Regions from separate parts of the Sus scrofa genome. Here region 2 is linked to region 1. The links are chromatin contacts, called in public Hi-C maps. All regions are on one chromosome and are shown on one strand. The core of a region is the stretch at or near the end of the contact, and the rest is flanking DNA. Distances in the headings are between cores, read along the strand shown. Region 1 has its middle 47 kb from the start of SYK. Region 2 overlaps SYK (spleen tyrosine kinase).

Region 1 (7,956 bases), core at 2,949-5,448:
GAAAGAGAGGTAAATAAAAATGTAAAAATTACCAATAGTAACCAAACAAAAAAAAAAAAAAAAAAGAGAGAGAGAGAAACTCTTCATAATGGGATGATCCTGGAAAAATGCTGGATCATTGAAAAAACAGAAGTTTGAGAGGATCAGGGTGAGGTCATGGCTCCACCTCCCAGAAACCACATCTTGTGAGCCTACAAAATCCTATCAATTCTCACTCAAATCTTGAGAGAAGAAAAGGGAGTCATTGTTTATATTCTTAGCTATTTGATTATGGGGTAGTGCAAATAGCTGCCGTGGAGATGAGGTTAAAAAGAGAAATGTCAGCAGTCTGTGTGAAGAGCTGGGGGGCTGAGCTGATGTTCAAAGACGCCCCCAAAAGAGAGGGGTAAGCGCTCCCTTTTCCTCTGCCAAGGAGGAGTGAACCCTCATGTACTCAAGACAGTCTCACGTGGAGTTCCCAGGGTGGCGCAGTGGTTAACGAATCCAACTAGGAACCATGAGGTTGCGGGTTTGATCCCTGCCCTTGCTCAGTGGGTTAAGGATCCCGCATTGCTGTGAGCTGTGGTGTAGGTCGCAGACTTGGCTCGGATTTGGCGGATTTGGCGTTGCTGTGGCTCCGGCATAGGCTGGCAGCTATGGCTCTGATTTGACCCGTAGCCTGGGAACCTCCGTATGCTGCAAGAGCGGCACAAGAAATGGCAAAAAGACAAAAAAAAAAAAAAAAAAAAAAAAAGACAGTCTCATGTGAGAAAGAAGAGCCCCGTCAGTACAACACAAGTCCAACCAAGCACTGCACACACATACCCCCCACAACAAAGGCTACAGTAAATCAAGCATAGAGGGAATGAATAATAATCCCTCAAACTAATCCAGGAAGGAGAAAGAGGATCTAAGTATCAAGGAGCTATCTCCTACAGAGGAACAAAGAAAGAATGTTTGCAAGCATAGACAAAACAATGAACTAGGAACCTACACCCGAAAGATAGAGAGTCAGAATAAAAGAGGAGGGAGGAAGGACAGAGAATCAGAATGGTTTGAATTTCTCGACATCAACACTGGAAGAAAGAAAACAACAGAATAATGATGTAAAATTGTGAAGAGAAGTAACGTATGAACTAGAACTCAATTCAATCCAAACCGTCAATCGCACTTGAGGGCAGAGCATTTTTGAATATGGAAGGTCTTTAAAACACCCAGTTAGTGGTCAGCTAGAATTCTAGCCACTTTGGAGGCCACCATTACATGGTTTCTCCTATCAGTGCCAAGATACCCACCCCAGATATTGGAAGTTAACATAAAGGATATTAACTGTGGAATCTCATTGTGGATATTAGAGCTATAAGAGATATATGAATGCCTAAAGCATTTTAGAGACACATGTCACCCTTGAGCAGTCATATGAACTGTAATGTATCTACTTATTAATACATATATTTTTTTGTCTTTTTGCAATTTCTTGGGCCGCTTCTACAGCAAATGGAGGTTCCCAGGCTAGGGGTTGAATTGGAGCTGTAGCCACTGGCCTACGCCAGTGCCACAGCAACATGGATCCGAGCCACATCTTCAACCTACACCACAGCTCACGGATCCTTAACCCACTGAGCAAAGCCAGGGATCGAACCTGCAACCTCATGGTTCCTAGTCAGATTCGTTAACCACTGCGCCACGATGGGAACTCCCTTATTAATATTTTTTAAAAGTAAATATCTGCGTAGCAAAAAACCAAACAAACAAACTTGCTTCCACTTCTTAAGAAACTCCTGAAGATTGTGTTCCACTAAAACGATGGAGTGAACTAGGGGAGAGAAAGGCATGGAATATGAAAAACATAGACTCCAAGATAACAGAAAGTGAAAGAAAGCATAGAGCAGAATAGAAAGAAATGAATCCTTGAAAAACCATAACCACCAGTTGACCAAAGTTGTGCCAAAATTTCCAGCTCAAGATCATATCACCTTATGGTTCAAAGACACATAAGCTGAGAATGTACTTAAATTGTCCAAACATTAGATGTACTCTAGGCTTCTGGCAGAAACAAAGGTAAATTCTCTCTGAAAGAAAGTGGGCTTCACAAATAATTTTTCAAAGACACAAGGAAGCCAGGCACCATGAGTGATAACCAGTGCTAATACTCAGACAATATAAGCATATAGGAGTTCCTGTTGTGGTGCAGCAGAAATGAATCTGACTAGGAACCATGAGGCTGCAGGTTCGATCCCTGGTTAAGGATCTGTAGGTTAAGGGTCTGTAGGTTCGCTCAGTAGGTTAAGGATCTGGCATTGCTGTGAGCTGTGGTTTAGGTCCCAGATGCAGCTCGGATCTGGTGCTGCTATGGCTTTGGCGTAGGTTGGCAGCTGTACCTCTGATTAGACCCCTAGCCTGGGAACCTTCATATGCCGCAGGTGTGGCCTTAAAAGGACAAAAGACGAAAAAAAAAAGAAAGAAAGAAAAAGAAAAGAAAAGCATATATTAAAGACTTCATAAGGTAGAATTAATAGAGGAAAGTCATATATAAATATATATTTACTATTTTTAGAGAAATAAAAAAATAAAGAATCTTCACTGAACAGAAGTCTTTGAAAAGAAACTGTTGGAAGTCCCTAAAACCATTTAGGTACAGGGTTTTGTTAGGAGGGCTTCCAGGACTCAGCATATAATCAGAGCTAACATTTGTTACAGTGGACGATAAAAAGCAAAGTCAGCAAAGGGAAACAACACTTGGGGTGAAAGAAGAAAGCCTGGGAGAAATGTGTTGACTTTTACGAAGATTTTTTTTCTCTAAGTGTTTGTGTGATTATTTTAACATTTAAAAAATCATTAATACATGTTAATTAACTATTAATATTATTCAAAGCTCAGAAGGACTGCAGCAGAGCCAAAGGCTGTTAGAGATGGAGCCCAAACTAAATCTCACCTCCAATTAGCACTTCCTAAGGAAACATAATCTTAGTAAAAGCAAGACTGGTCACCTTCTGCCCATTTCAAACAGTATTGCCAGAGGTTTTGCAGCAGAAAAATAGACCAATGGCTATTTCCTTCGTTATGTGCGATAAAATTAAGTCCACTGGATAACATATAACCCTAATAAAAATCCTTCACTTGGGTTAAAAATTTAGTGGCAAAAATAAATGGAAGAGAATGTCCCACTAAAGGCTGAGGGGCTCCAACAGAATGTAAATGTTTCCTATCAACTGAGTTTTCTCCATGGCAATTATAATCTAACAAGTATAAATTTTACTTCATTGATTGTATTTTGGCTCAAGGTACAGGTTTTTGTTGCTGTTGTTGTTTTGTTTGTGTTTTTGGCTGCCCCGTGAGGCATGTGGAAGCTGCCCAGCCAGGGATCAAACACATACCATAGAACAAGCTGCTGCAGTGACAGTGTGGGATCCTTAACACAGTGCTCCACAAGGGAACTCCAAGGTACAGCTTTTTAAAACAGGCACTGCCAGCCGGTGTTACCAAGAATGCAAGCAAGGGTCTGGAAACCGTATAATGGGAAAATTTTAAAGAGAGCCAACAGAAAAAAGGAGGGGAAGCAGGTAGGTGTTTTTAAACCATTTTAAAGACTAAGGAGAAGGATGAAACTTAATTTTATTACCTCCAGGTGTCAGAATTGGTTGTGGGTAAAAAGGAAGCAAGTTAAACTCACTGTCAAGAACCTTGTAGTAATTAAATGCCTCAGAAAACAGCCCTGTTGGACAGACTGAGCTCACCCAAAGGTATGCTGTGAAATCCGACCTTTACCTAAGGCAGTGGCCACCTGGCAGGATTGCATGGGCCTTCTGGTCCAGTCAGCAGGTGCGTCTTGGTTTGGTGTCTGGGAATCGACCACACAGTGAACAGGATTCTCTTCCCAAGCAACTGTACCACAAATGGGCATGCCCCTGAGTGCCTGCAGCCCTTGTACGGATCAGGCAGCCAAAAGGTCACATGGCAGGAGGCAGGCCTGTTGTTGGCCATGTGCCCTTTTTTTGTATATGAAGGCCCCTTGTTTGAGCCTTCTGCTCCTGGACTGGGGTGTGTGTGTGGGGGAAACCAAGGCGCACACCCGGCTCCTCTCCCTTCACCCCTCCAGCCTGCCACGCGGACCCCGCGGGTCAGGTTCTCGCGTGCTCTGGCTGGCGCTGCCCTGCCCTGGGCGCTGGGGGCGCACGGGGTACACGGGGCGCACAGGACGCACGGGCGGCGGGGCGCGGCGGCCGGGAGGAAGTGCGGGCTTGCCCGGGCGCGTTAAGGAAGTTGCCCAAAATGAGGAAGCACCGTACGTTGGGTGGCTGAGGCGACTCCGGCGGCGGGAGCAGCAAGGAGGAGCTGGCCGCCCGGCGCTGCGCCCGGAGCTGCCCCCGCGATCGCGCCCGCCGGGTCACCAGAGCCCCGAGCCCCGCCCTCGCCTCACCTGGCATAGGTAGGTGTGGCCGCGCGTTCCCTCGGTTTGACGCACCGGGACGCACCTTTGGACTAGGGGAGGCGGCGAGGGAGGAGAGGATGTGGCCCTTCCTCCTCGGCCCAGGTCTGTGCACCCTGGCACACCCGGGCAGGTACGCTCAGGCCCTTTGGCCTTTGAGAATCAAAGGGAAAATTTGATAAAATTTTCCGGATAAGAAACAGTGGGGTTGTGCCCGCTTTTCTAAACCTGGTTAGTGCGTCTCTGGGGATCCCGCTGCTGTTCGAGGAGTCAGGGGCTGGCGGGAGGCTGGGGCGTAGCGGCGAAGGCGCTAGCCGGGATCCCGAAACTTAAAGCAGCGAGCGCAAAAAGTGCGGAAGCGAGTGGATCCTGGGAGGCGAGCAGGAATCCACAGGGACAGGAAACTCCGTCTCAGGTCTCACATTTTCGTTTGGCCATTTACAGAATTACTGGAAAATTCCACTGTATTTATCGAAGTGACTCACTGTAGAGATAGTTGTGCAAAGATTTTATTTATACATTTTATTTATACATTTCTTTTATTCCAGAAAGAACGAACATTTGCATAAAAACATGAAACTTTCTGAATCACGACTAAAATGTAGCACGATCGCTTTTTCCTTTTACAATTTTCATGGTGAAATAATTTAATTAGCTAGTGAATGATTTGGGCTACGGGAGTTTTAGGTAGTAAAATGTGAATTTGAGTTAAAGATTTTTTTGGCGATATGGCTTCAAAACCTTAAAACCACCTTAATAACGATTCATAGGCGCTTCATTTTTTGATTTGTTTGAATAACAAGAACTAGAAAGACAACCATTGGAGAAGTTAGAGTTGCAAACTTTTGACCTTTTGAGGTGCAGTTCCTTTGGGAAGGGGGTCTTGTTCACTGTGCAGTGTATTCTCAGTCACCAGCCCAAGCTGTTCCCACTGACTAGTGATCAGAAGGCCTGTGGAATCCTGCCAGGTGGCCTCTGGAGAAACCCTGTTGCAGTTTATTTTAATGAGTTTGCCTGACTCGCCAAAGATTCCCGTTGAACCCACGTATCAGTGTTGACTGGAGTTGTTCTTTTTCTTCAACCCCGGAAGCATTTCAGTGTGTAGCGAAAAAGACCTGAAAATGTCCCACCACATCTGAATCTTCATATTAAAAATAAAATTATGAGATGATGGGGAATTCCTGAAAGAAATGGAATTGATTCTAGTGTTTTGTTTGTTTGTTTAGGAAGAGCAAATGCATGGCTATTACACAGGCAACATTTTAGTTAAATGCAATTTAAATTTATTGATGTACCCCCACACCTCACCCCTCCCTGAGAAAAAAAAGCACCAAGCAGAGAATGGATAGGTTTGTCTTTGAGCTAAAGTTTAGATATCAGTAAAGTATTAGGTGTTTTAAGTGAGGTCTTGTCTATTAAAATGATTTTATCAAGTTATTTTGTTCTGTCTACAATGAACCTTTGTTTTGATCTGTTTAGAGAAATTTTGCAGTGAAATATAAACTGATTTGTATTGTTTGTGTTTGAAGCGCTCAATATGTAGGATTTTATTAACAGTCTTAATAACTAGAATGTTTTTAGTGTTTTAATCAAGGATGAAAAGGGGTTATATTTTATGTCTTTACCTTTCCTGGGGGGTGAAATTGTAAGAAAGATCATTTTAATCACTAGATTTGCATTTCAGAATAACTTGCTTTAGCCTGCTTTAGGTTCCTACTTAGTATTCTAAGTGCACATCTGATTTCTCTGTTTTTAAACCAAGCACTTCTTATAGGACATCACTTATGCATATCCATAATCATTATCCAAAACCCTCGTGCCAAGATATGTTTTGGAATGTAGGATTTTTCAGGATTTAGAATTCAAATTTAGAATCTGGATTTCAGCCTTGAGAAAGATATTTCTCAGAATTTAGAAAGGTGTGCATCCATGCTGCTGCCATATGTTACACACCACTCCAACGCAGCCTGGGCAGTATCCTGTTATCCCACATGTTATTATTTCTGCACCAGCAGTGTGACTAGTCTCTCTAAGCAGAATAAAGAGAGGCTGCAGATAACTCAGTGTCAGTTCATAGGTGTTGTCACTAAATGAGGTTCCCTATAAAACTTGTTTTTCAGAGTTTTTGGAGTTAGGGCTACAGGACTGAGTCTGTATTAGACTCCATGGAGCCCCCGTTTGCTTCTGAAAGCAAATTGCATTTCTGTTGCCCAACAACTCACACTTTCCAGTAATTAGATGGGTTAGTTTCCCCCTTTTCAGAAAGTCTGAAATGACAAGATTTCACTGAGTTTTCAATAGTAACAATCAAAATCATACAGAATCTCCAAGTAAAAAATAGGATATTTTATCCTTATGGATAGACCTTCAGACAGCAACATTTTTGATGGTCTGATTTTAGGGAGAGACTGCAGTAGTTACTTAAAGGAGGGGTATTATATCAGTGTTTACAGCTGCAGTGTGTCCGTGGGAGAAATACTGTTTCCTGTTCACTTTGCAGCTGGTACTATCTCTGCCTGTTATCTGTGACTAAGGAATGGCGGGGGACTTTTGTATAATCTGAGCTAATTCTTGCTTTTTCGACTTTCACCATATAGATTTTTTCCACCTCTCCCCTAACTCACCTGCCCCTCAACACTTTCTTCCACTTTGGGTTTGCTTTAGCTGCAAATGAGTGAGAGAAAATTAGGAACTTAGGCCTTTGGGTTTTAAAAAATGTCTACACACTGAACATTGCTTTTCTTTTAAAGCAATTGAAATCAAAAGGCAGAGCCTTAAAGAGAGATTGGAATGAAATTGCCTGACTTAATTATGTGTTACCATCTTACTCTTCCACCTCGAAATTGAACAAGTCTGATTTTTTTTTTTTCCACTCAGAAAAAAGAGGGGTTTTTTAAACTGAGGAATTATGGAAAGATTAAAAAAAACAAAACTAACCTGATTGGAATTTAAATAACAGATTTATTCATTCATTTTGACTTTATATTAGCAGGGAAATTTTCTATTAGCTTATAATTTTGTCTGGCAAAATGGTAGCTTGCATCAATTTTAATGTTTTTTTGCCGTTAAGAATGAATTACATAAGTTGTCTCCTATGAATCCTGAAAAGTGATTGAATTGGAATCTTAGGTATAGTCAGATTCAGCCTCTACCAAAGATACCAGTAGAAGGAAGAATATTTAGTTTCTATTACAGTAGGTTTAACAATTCAAAAATGACTCTTTCAGAGTTCCCTTCCTGGCTCAGCGGTTAATGAACCCAACTAGGGCCCATGGGGATGGGGGTTTGATCCCTGGCCTCACTCAGTGGGTTAAGGATTCAGCGTGGCTGTTGCCGTGAGCTATGGTGTAGGTTTCAGATGCAGTTTGGATTTGGTGTGGCTGTGGCCAAGCAAGTGCAGCTCCGATTGGACCCCTAGCCTGGGAACTTCCGTATGCCGTGAGTGCAGCCCTAAAAAGCCAAAAAACAACAACAAAAAAACCTCCAAAAAACAAAAACCTCATTCTATTTCTCTCTCTTCTTTTCATTTTTGGCCACCCCATGGCATA
Region 2 (7,956 bases), core at 2,038-4,537, 78 kb after region 1:
GAAGAAATCAACATTCCCCAGGAGCCAAGGCAAAGTGCTCCACATTGCCACCTTCCAGCACACCTAGCCCTCAGCCCTGTCAGCATCCATCCCTTCTCCTTGGAGAGGGCTCACTCAGCTGCCAGGATAGCATCTCACAGGACCATGGTCCAGGGGAGATGGGCCAGCTGGTCCTCTGCCAACAGAGGTGGTTTAGAATGTGTTCTAGTTCAGGGTGCTTTCCAATCATGAGTCACCTTTTCAAGAGTCCTTAATCCAAGGCTGTACTGACAAAGCTTCCAGGAACAACTCAGGGTGGGATACCAAGCATGCATGGTGCCCCATTAGCCAAGAGCCCTCAGTCCATGTGCAGTCCCAGAAATGAGCAGTTTCATTGCAAACTGAGTAGACACAGCATTGCACATTTATCTTAATTCTGTGGTTTCCCAGGGCATCTTTCAGGGTTCAACCAGGGGAGCATGACAGGTCAGAAATTTATGCATAAAGCAGAACCTGGCACACACACTTATACACATACACACACACACAAAGGCACGTATGTAACATACACATACATATTTATATATACACCTGTCTAGATGCATGTACACATACACACATAGATTTATCACCAGGACTTGACTTACACAAGCAAAGTGCCCTGCACACAAGTACAGGCCATCAGGGAGGTGAGATGAGCGGGGTGGAACCTCTCAGACAAGGCCATAGCTGTCATTCACAGCCAGGGTTCAGTCCTGCCTCCCCCCACCCCCTACCCCCAACACTCACTCTGCCCTTTCTCTCTTAGGAAAGCCTCAACTCTCTTCTAAGCACTGTCAACTGATTAAGCCAGGCCCACCCAGGATAATCTCCTTAAATTAAGTCAACTAACTAGGGATTTTAATCACCTCTGAAAAATCCCTCTGCAGTACTGTCAAGATCACAATTTGATTCAATAACACAGGAATGTAGTTCAGGCTAACTAGATTGACACATCAAAATGCCTTCACCCCCAGGAAGCAGTAACCCAGCACTTTGAGGAAACGAGCCCTACTCTCACCCCTGTCCTTGTCCCAAGCAGGCTGAAGTCAGCTCAGGTCACCCACAGTGACTAAAGAAATATCCAGAAAATAAGTTTTAGCAGATCTTTAAATGAAAGAAGAACATGTCCAAAGAAAGCTGAAGAAAATATCAGTAAGGCTACCTACAAATAAAATACAATGCATGGATAAGATCATCAAAAGAAAGATAATACATTTGAAATAAATATTAGTAATACTGATATGTATATAAGGTTAATAGGTTAATATCATTAATATATAAAGAGAATCTATAGATCAATAAAAGTTTTAACTATGTAACAGATTAATGGACAGAGGATAGTTGAGGGTAAAGCAACTATAAATAGCTCTCTCTCTCTTTTTTTTTTTTTTTTTTTTGTCTTTTTGTCTTTTTAGGCCTATACTCATGGCATATGGAAGTTCCCAGGCTAGGGGTCTAATCGGAGCTGTTGCTGCCAGCCTACACCACAGCCACAGCAATGCGGGATCCGAGCAGTGTCTGCAACCTACACCCCAGCTCACGGCAACGCCGGATCCTTAACCCACTGAGCGAAGCCAGGGATCGAACCCAAAACTTCATGGTTCCTAGTTGGATTCGTTAACCACTGAGCCACGACAGAAACTCCAGCCTCTTAACATTATTTAACCAATTTTAAAAGATAATTAAATATTAGAAACGAATTAATCTGAGTAATACTGTAAAAGTACTTTAAAAAAATTATTATAGCTTATTTACAATGTTCTGTCAATTTCTGCTGCACAGCAAAGTGACCCAGCCACACATCCATATACATTCCTATTTTCACATTATTCTCCATCATGTTCCATCACACGTGATCCTATATAGTTCCCTGTTCTATATACAGCAGCATCTCATTGCCTATCCATGCTAAATGCTGTAGTTTGCATCTATTAACCCCAAACTCTCACTCCGTCCAAATACTGTGAAAATACTTTTCTGACAAAAAGCGGGCTGTTTTCTATTTAAATTTATAACAACATTGAAGTATGCATTGAATTTCCCTAAGTGCCCCAAATATCAATAGTTAACTAATTGAAGGATTGTGGGATTTAAGCAGTATATTAAAACTATTTTGATTACTCACCAGAAATATTTTAGGAAAACCAATGCTCATATTTGCACAAGCAGAAGGGGAGTTTTCCATTATTTTACCAGTCCTGAGAAAAGACTTGTGGGAATTATGTCAGATATCCCATCTGTTCATCCAAGGGACACAGAACTTTCCTAAATTTGTTCATTTGATCAATATTAATAGTTGTTTTTGTAATGCAGCCACAGAAAGAACATGTTAGAACATGAATTAACCCTAACCTGTAGGTAGTTTTTGACAAGTGTGCTTTGATTTGCAGAATATTGTTAATCAGATCATTTAAAATTTCATAATACGTTTTTCTTTTTTCTTTTCTTTAGAGATTAGTAACATTTTAACATTTAACTTATAAATGGATTTAACTGAAGAAGACAAATATAATTCACCCTCTTCTCATTCCCACCGTACACTTACTCTGAGGGCTGGTAGTCCTGACCCGAATAAAATTCCTCCTATTATTAGCATTGGAATATTTTTCTTTGCTACTTTAAGTACATAGACATAGCCTTCTGTTAAGAAGAACAATTGGCAGAGTTTGAGCAGCAGCCTTAAAGACCGTGACTCTTTTTCCCAGTTCCAAGGCACGCTTTCTAAAATGAGACATAGCATCCACATTTATCTTCATTGTGGAGAAATGTCCCAGAATTTCAAATGAATACCCATTTTTCATGTCTTATTCCAACACCTACATTGAGGACTGGAATATTTAAAGACATTTTAATGCATGATTCACTCGGGTTTAGCTAGGAGAGAGAAAGAAAAACTTCTAAAATCAGACCTGTTTACTTCTGGACCAGACCCTTGAAAAAATGTTTCCACATCCTTATAAAGGGCCAGATTTTATTTTATTTATTTATTTATTATTATTATTATTATTTTGTCTTTTTGTCATTTCTTGGGCCGCTCCCGCGGCATATGGAGGTTCCCAGGCTAGGGGTCTAATCAGAGCTGTAGCTGCCAGCCTACGCCAGAGAAGGGCCAGATTTTAGATCTTTGCTTCTAAGGGGAGGGAAGATGAAGTGTCAAGTGTTTCTTGGCATGGAGCCGAAGCAAACCTCAGATTAGCTCATGCCCTGGCCAAGGAGAGTGTGCCTTAGGACCAGTCATTCCCCCAGAGAGTCAAATCCTGTCTGATTTGGGCAGCCAGCATCTCTCAAGCCTACTGGCCCCTTTTGTCACTGCCGTTGTGACACGTATGTTGTCATCTTTATTACTGCTGCTTCCTGATTTGAAAACATCTTTTAAGAAATATGCAAATGAAGATCTAAAAGTGAACCAGTGGACATGGCAATACTCCCAAACCAGGAAACTTTGAATTAGTCTACCAACTCTATAACCGCAATATGTTTTTTTTTTTTTCTCTTTTTTTCACTTGTGAATCATTGGCACTCAATGAATATGTGTCAAGTATATTTTCTACTGTCAGTTAAGCCTGGCCAATATGAGAAAAAGCATTATAATTTATAACCTAAATTGATTTTCTTTTTTATTACTGTGGAGTGATCTGTTTTTACTCAAATTTATAAAAATCACAGATTACTCCTTGGAAGTGGAACTCTAAGATAGCTAGTGCCATCTAGTGGTGTCCTACGGGTTTGACTTCTGTTTCAAATATTAGCAAAAATAGGGAGAAAAGCAACAGTGAACATTTCATTTACACCTTGTTTTCTATGCAGAAAAGGTGATGCTATTTATTAAGGCAGAATAAGTGATCAAATGCAAAGCAGAAAGAGTATCATCAAATGATAGAGTGGACCAGCAATGTTTTTCATTACATTAAAATTTCTTTAGGCGTTCCCATTGTGGCTCAGAGGATAAAGAAACAGACTGGAATCCATGAGGATGCAGGTTCGATCCCTGGCCTCACACTCAGTGGGTTAAGGATCCAGTGTTGCCATGAGTTGTGGCATAGGTTGCAAACGTGGCTCAGATCTGAGATTTCTGTGGCTGTGGTGTAGGCTGACAGCTGCAGCTCCAGTTCAACCTCGAGCCCTGGGAACTTCCATATGCCACAGGGGTGGCTGTAAAGAGAATTCTAAAAAATACTTTAAATTCTAAGTACTAACAATACTTCTATAATTGATCATTTTGCCCTAGAGCTCATTCTTAACAAAGCCTTCACATTCTTTTCAACTGGGCATTTGATTCAGAGGTTTTCTTTGGGAAAGAGGAAACTTCACATAAAGATGAATCTTCATATAAAGTCAATATGACCCCTTTAAAAGACACAGCAGAAAACCTCGCATTTCTTCCAAAGAACCTTCTCTGGAATGCAGGTCCATCTTCTGTCCCAGTCAGGGCAAGAAGGGCTGAGGGATCTGGGCAGGGAGTTCAGGGCTCTGGCTGGAAAGGCTTGTGACCACATGGTGGTCTGCGTGGGTAGCATTGAAATGAAGCTCTGAGCCACCTCGGCTTGAACAATGGGGCCCTCCCTTCCAAAGGAGGACCCCCCTTCCAATCTGTTTCGTTATCTGTGGCCAAGACAAGCTAGGGGTGAGCACCACACAGTCATTTGGAGTGTGTGTTCCTGTGTCCAGGGCTTTAGGCAGACTCTCTTCATCATACTGTTCTTTTTTTTTTTTTTTTTTTTTGTCTTTTCTAGGGCTGCACCTGCAGCATATGGAGGTTCCAAGGCTAGGGGTCTAATCGGAGCTATAGCTACCAGCCTACACTATAGCCACAGCAACACCAGATCCTTAATCCACTGAACAAGGCCAGGGATCAAACCCACAACATCGTGGTTCCTAGTCAGATTCATTAACCACTGAACCACAACAGGAACTCCCATCATACTGATTCTTATATCTCAGGCCCTAGAATCCTTTCCAGTACTTTTTACACCCCAACGTGTTTTTAAGTTCTTCCCCAGAGGATTCATACATTAGGTAATTGCATTCGGACTCAATTGTAACAGGCTTTAACGAAGTCCTCCTGCTCTGGAGAAGATTCCATCAGGGTGGAGGGGCTGCAGCCCCAGGATACGTCCCTAGATAGGCAAAGGGTGGGAGGTCTTCAGGTCAAGAGAAGGCGGGCTGTGCCCTCTCCTTGTCCGTGATTGGCTGGTCCTGGTATCTTGAAGTTTTGTCTTTGGATTCAGAAACCTTCCTACCTGGAGGGAAAAATCAGAAAAGTTGAAATGAGAGTCAATATGAACCTAAAAGGGAATTTTTTTTTTTTAACCTGAAAACTATTTCCTTCTTGGAGTTTAATTACCAGAAGGAACTGAGCAGAGCAGGAGGCTGGCAAGCCTTGGGAATGACAAGTTTTTCCTGGGACCGTTCTGTTGAGTCAGGGTAATGATACCACACATGAGACATGAACTTGCACCACGTCCAATAGTCTTGTCATGATACGAAAATTTTTAAAAAATGGAAAATTGTCATTTGGAATTATCCACATCCTTAATATAAAAACTTGAGAGAGAACTCACTTTATTTTTTTTTCTTTTTAAAGCTGTACCCTTGGCACATGGAAGTTCCCAGGCTAGGGGTCGAATGGGAGCTGTAGCCACCGTTCTACACCACAGCCACAGCAACACAGAATCCAAGCTGTGTCTGCAACCTACATCACAGGTCACGGCAACACTGGATGCTTAACCCACTGAGCAAGGCTAGGGATCGAACCCACAACCTCATGGTTCCTAGTCGGATTCGTTAACCACTGCGCCGCGACGGGAACTCCCTGATAACTCACTTTTAAATCACATTAGTATGCACTTACATCTCCCAGGTTGAAGGTTATCTTCATTCATTCATTCATTCATTCGTTCATTCGTCATGTGTTTGTTCAACACATTTTCGTTGAGCACCAATGGTGGGCATGGCAAAGCTCTGATGCAGTGACTAAATGGCTACGCCTCCTGAAACTTATATTCTGCTTTCATTCTTGATATATCCCAGCTACTTCTATTAAACAGCTCAATAACGATGCTGAGCTCGTCGTCAGAAAATGGATCTGACGACATCTCATTGACATATAAGAGTGGATGTCCTTTCGCCTGTCAGAAGGGCCTTTGCCACAGAGAGCAGTGGCTCTGCAGAGCTCTGTAAGCAGCAGAAAGAAGGTTTTGGAGACAAGTGGCCAAGTGGCAGCGGTGATGCTCTGTGACTTGGTTACCGGACTTTTGGTTCCTGGACCTGGGTTGTCAGGAAGGCAGCTAAAGGCTCAGTGTGTGCCGGGAGATAAGTGACTGTGTAAAATTAAGCTTAATGTCTCTGTTTCTTTAAATTTCTCCAAAATCTGGCAGTATCTCATTTCTTCCCGGCCAGTGTTTGGGCACTGCTAAGGGAAATGGATATGTAAAATTTCTACTCGACTCAGGCCAAAAGGAAAAAAAGAAGTTCGAATCACCCGTGAACCTCACTTATAGCCATGCCCTTGTTTTAAGTCGAGGGCGAAGGTGGTTCAGGCAGACCTGAGATAGAAACTTTGGAAAGGGAAAGGTTATAGGCCTGTAAGAGTAGATTCCCTCCTCCCATGATTTCCTGCTGCAAATCGATGCAAATCACATAATAGGGAAGCTTGCCATTGATAAAGGCCAGCAAAGCTTTGTTTTGATATACTTGAGTTACCTGCTCTGGGTAGAAGGAAAACTACTTTTCTTTGGATTAACAAAAAGAGGCTGCCCCAACTGAGCAGGGTCCGTGACAATGAGGAGGAGGAGGAGGACAGAGATTAACAGCAGCAGCACTGGGCCCTGGGCTGGTGGCAGCCGCTTCCTCTTGGGCCCTCTAGCTTGCTGAACAGTGCCACCCTCTGACATCTACCCAAATGTTGCTGCATCTCCACAGCTGGTAAAGATACAGGAGGATACTAGGAAAGCATAGATGCTTTAGAGTTGGAGAGTGGGTGGAAGCTGGTGGTGGATACTTAATGTTTTTATTTTTTGTCTTTTTGCCATTTCTTGGGCTACTCCCGTGGCATCTGGAGGGTCCCAGGCTAGGGGTCAAATCGAAGCTGTAACCGCCGGCCTACGCCAGAGCCACAGCAATGCGGGATCTGAGCCACGTCTGCAACCTACATCACAGCTCACGGCAATGCCAGATCCTTAACCCACTGAGCAAGGCCAGGGATCGAACCCTCAACCTCATGGTTCCTAGTCGGATTCGTTAACCACTGAGCCATGACAGGAACTCCCTTAATGTTCTTTTTAAATAACTTCCTTATAATATAAAATGAATAATGTGAAACAAATCCAAAGGGATAGTGAAAATCCTCAGCATCTTTTAGCAGATATATTTCAAATATTTAGAAGAAATATTTGAAAGAGCGTGTACGTGGGAGGGAATTCCACCCAAATTGTTATGCTTAATTCTCCCACAACACCCCCTGAGACTCTTGCAGGCCCTGTCTGTTGTAGGAACATGAGTTTTATTTAACCCTCCCAGCATCCCATCAGTTGCCCGAAGAATGAGATAAGCCATGCTGCTGTTTGTTTGTTTTTTTTTTCCCCTGTGTCTTTCTCTCATTCTTTCTTGCATAAGTCTTCTCTGCATAAGTTTAAATGTGATTATTTGAAAATAAAAATAATTATACGGATCAACTCAAGAGTGTTATCCAGGAAGAAAAGTGAGCTGTTATCATTTGTGTGCCTCAGGCCTCCTCGCCCCAAGGGAACCGGCCAGAGAGTTTGGTGTCGTACAACCCTTACGAGTCAGACCGAGGGCCCTGGGCCAACGAAAGAGGTGAGACATGCACCCTCAGTCCCTGGACGTTCATAGCACAGAGGCGCTTCCTACAGTCAGGTTGCAGCGTGGGCGCCACCATTCACCCCACTGTCAGCAGCTGTGACATAGAGGCGCTTA

The links. A called contact is a pair of places that touch in the nucleus more often than the background predicts.
Region 2: a Hi-C map of alveolar macrophages shows a contact between it and region 1, with 2.2 times the contacts expected there. The contact joins two enhancer-like sites. A contact is called at or near these places in 1 of 5 promoter capture datasets (liver), 8 of 47 Hi-C or Micro-C datasets (alveolar macrophages, blood, liver and 2 more) and 1 of 2 datasets of contacts at active chromatin or transcription factors (alveolar macrophages).

Annotation. Positions count from the first base shown.
Region 1 is chr14:2,052,428-2,060,383 of Sscrofa11.1, forward strand. No RefSeq gene overlaps it. Among named protein-coding and RNA genes, the nearest start is that of SYK, 47 kb to the right of the region's middle. Within about 2 kb of position 4,199, at least 36 of the 83 cell types and tissues checked have an H3K27ac peak or open chromatin away from gene starts, as enhancers often do. A contact at or near this core is called in alveolar macrophages, where this site is marked.
Region 2 is chr14:2,131,139-2,139,094 of Sscrofa11.1, forward strand. SYK (spleen tyrosine kinase) reads left to right here. Exons shown (of 13, transcript NM_001104952.1): 7 at 7,749-7,836. Among named protein-coding and RNA genes, the nearest start is that of SYK, 31 kb to the left of the region's middle. Within about 2 kb of position 3,288, at least 4 of the 83 cell types and tissues checked have an H3K27ac peak or open chromatin away from gene starts, as enhancers often do. A contact at or near this core is called in alveolar macrophages, where this site is marked.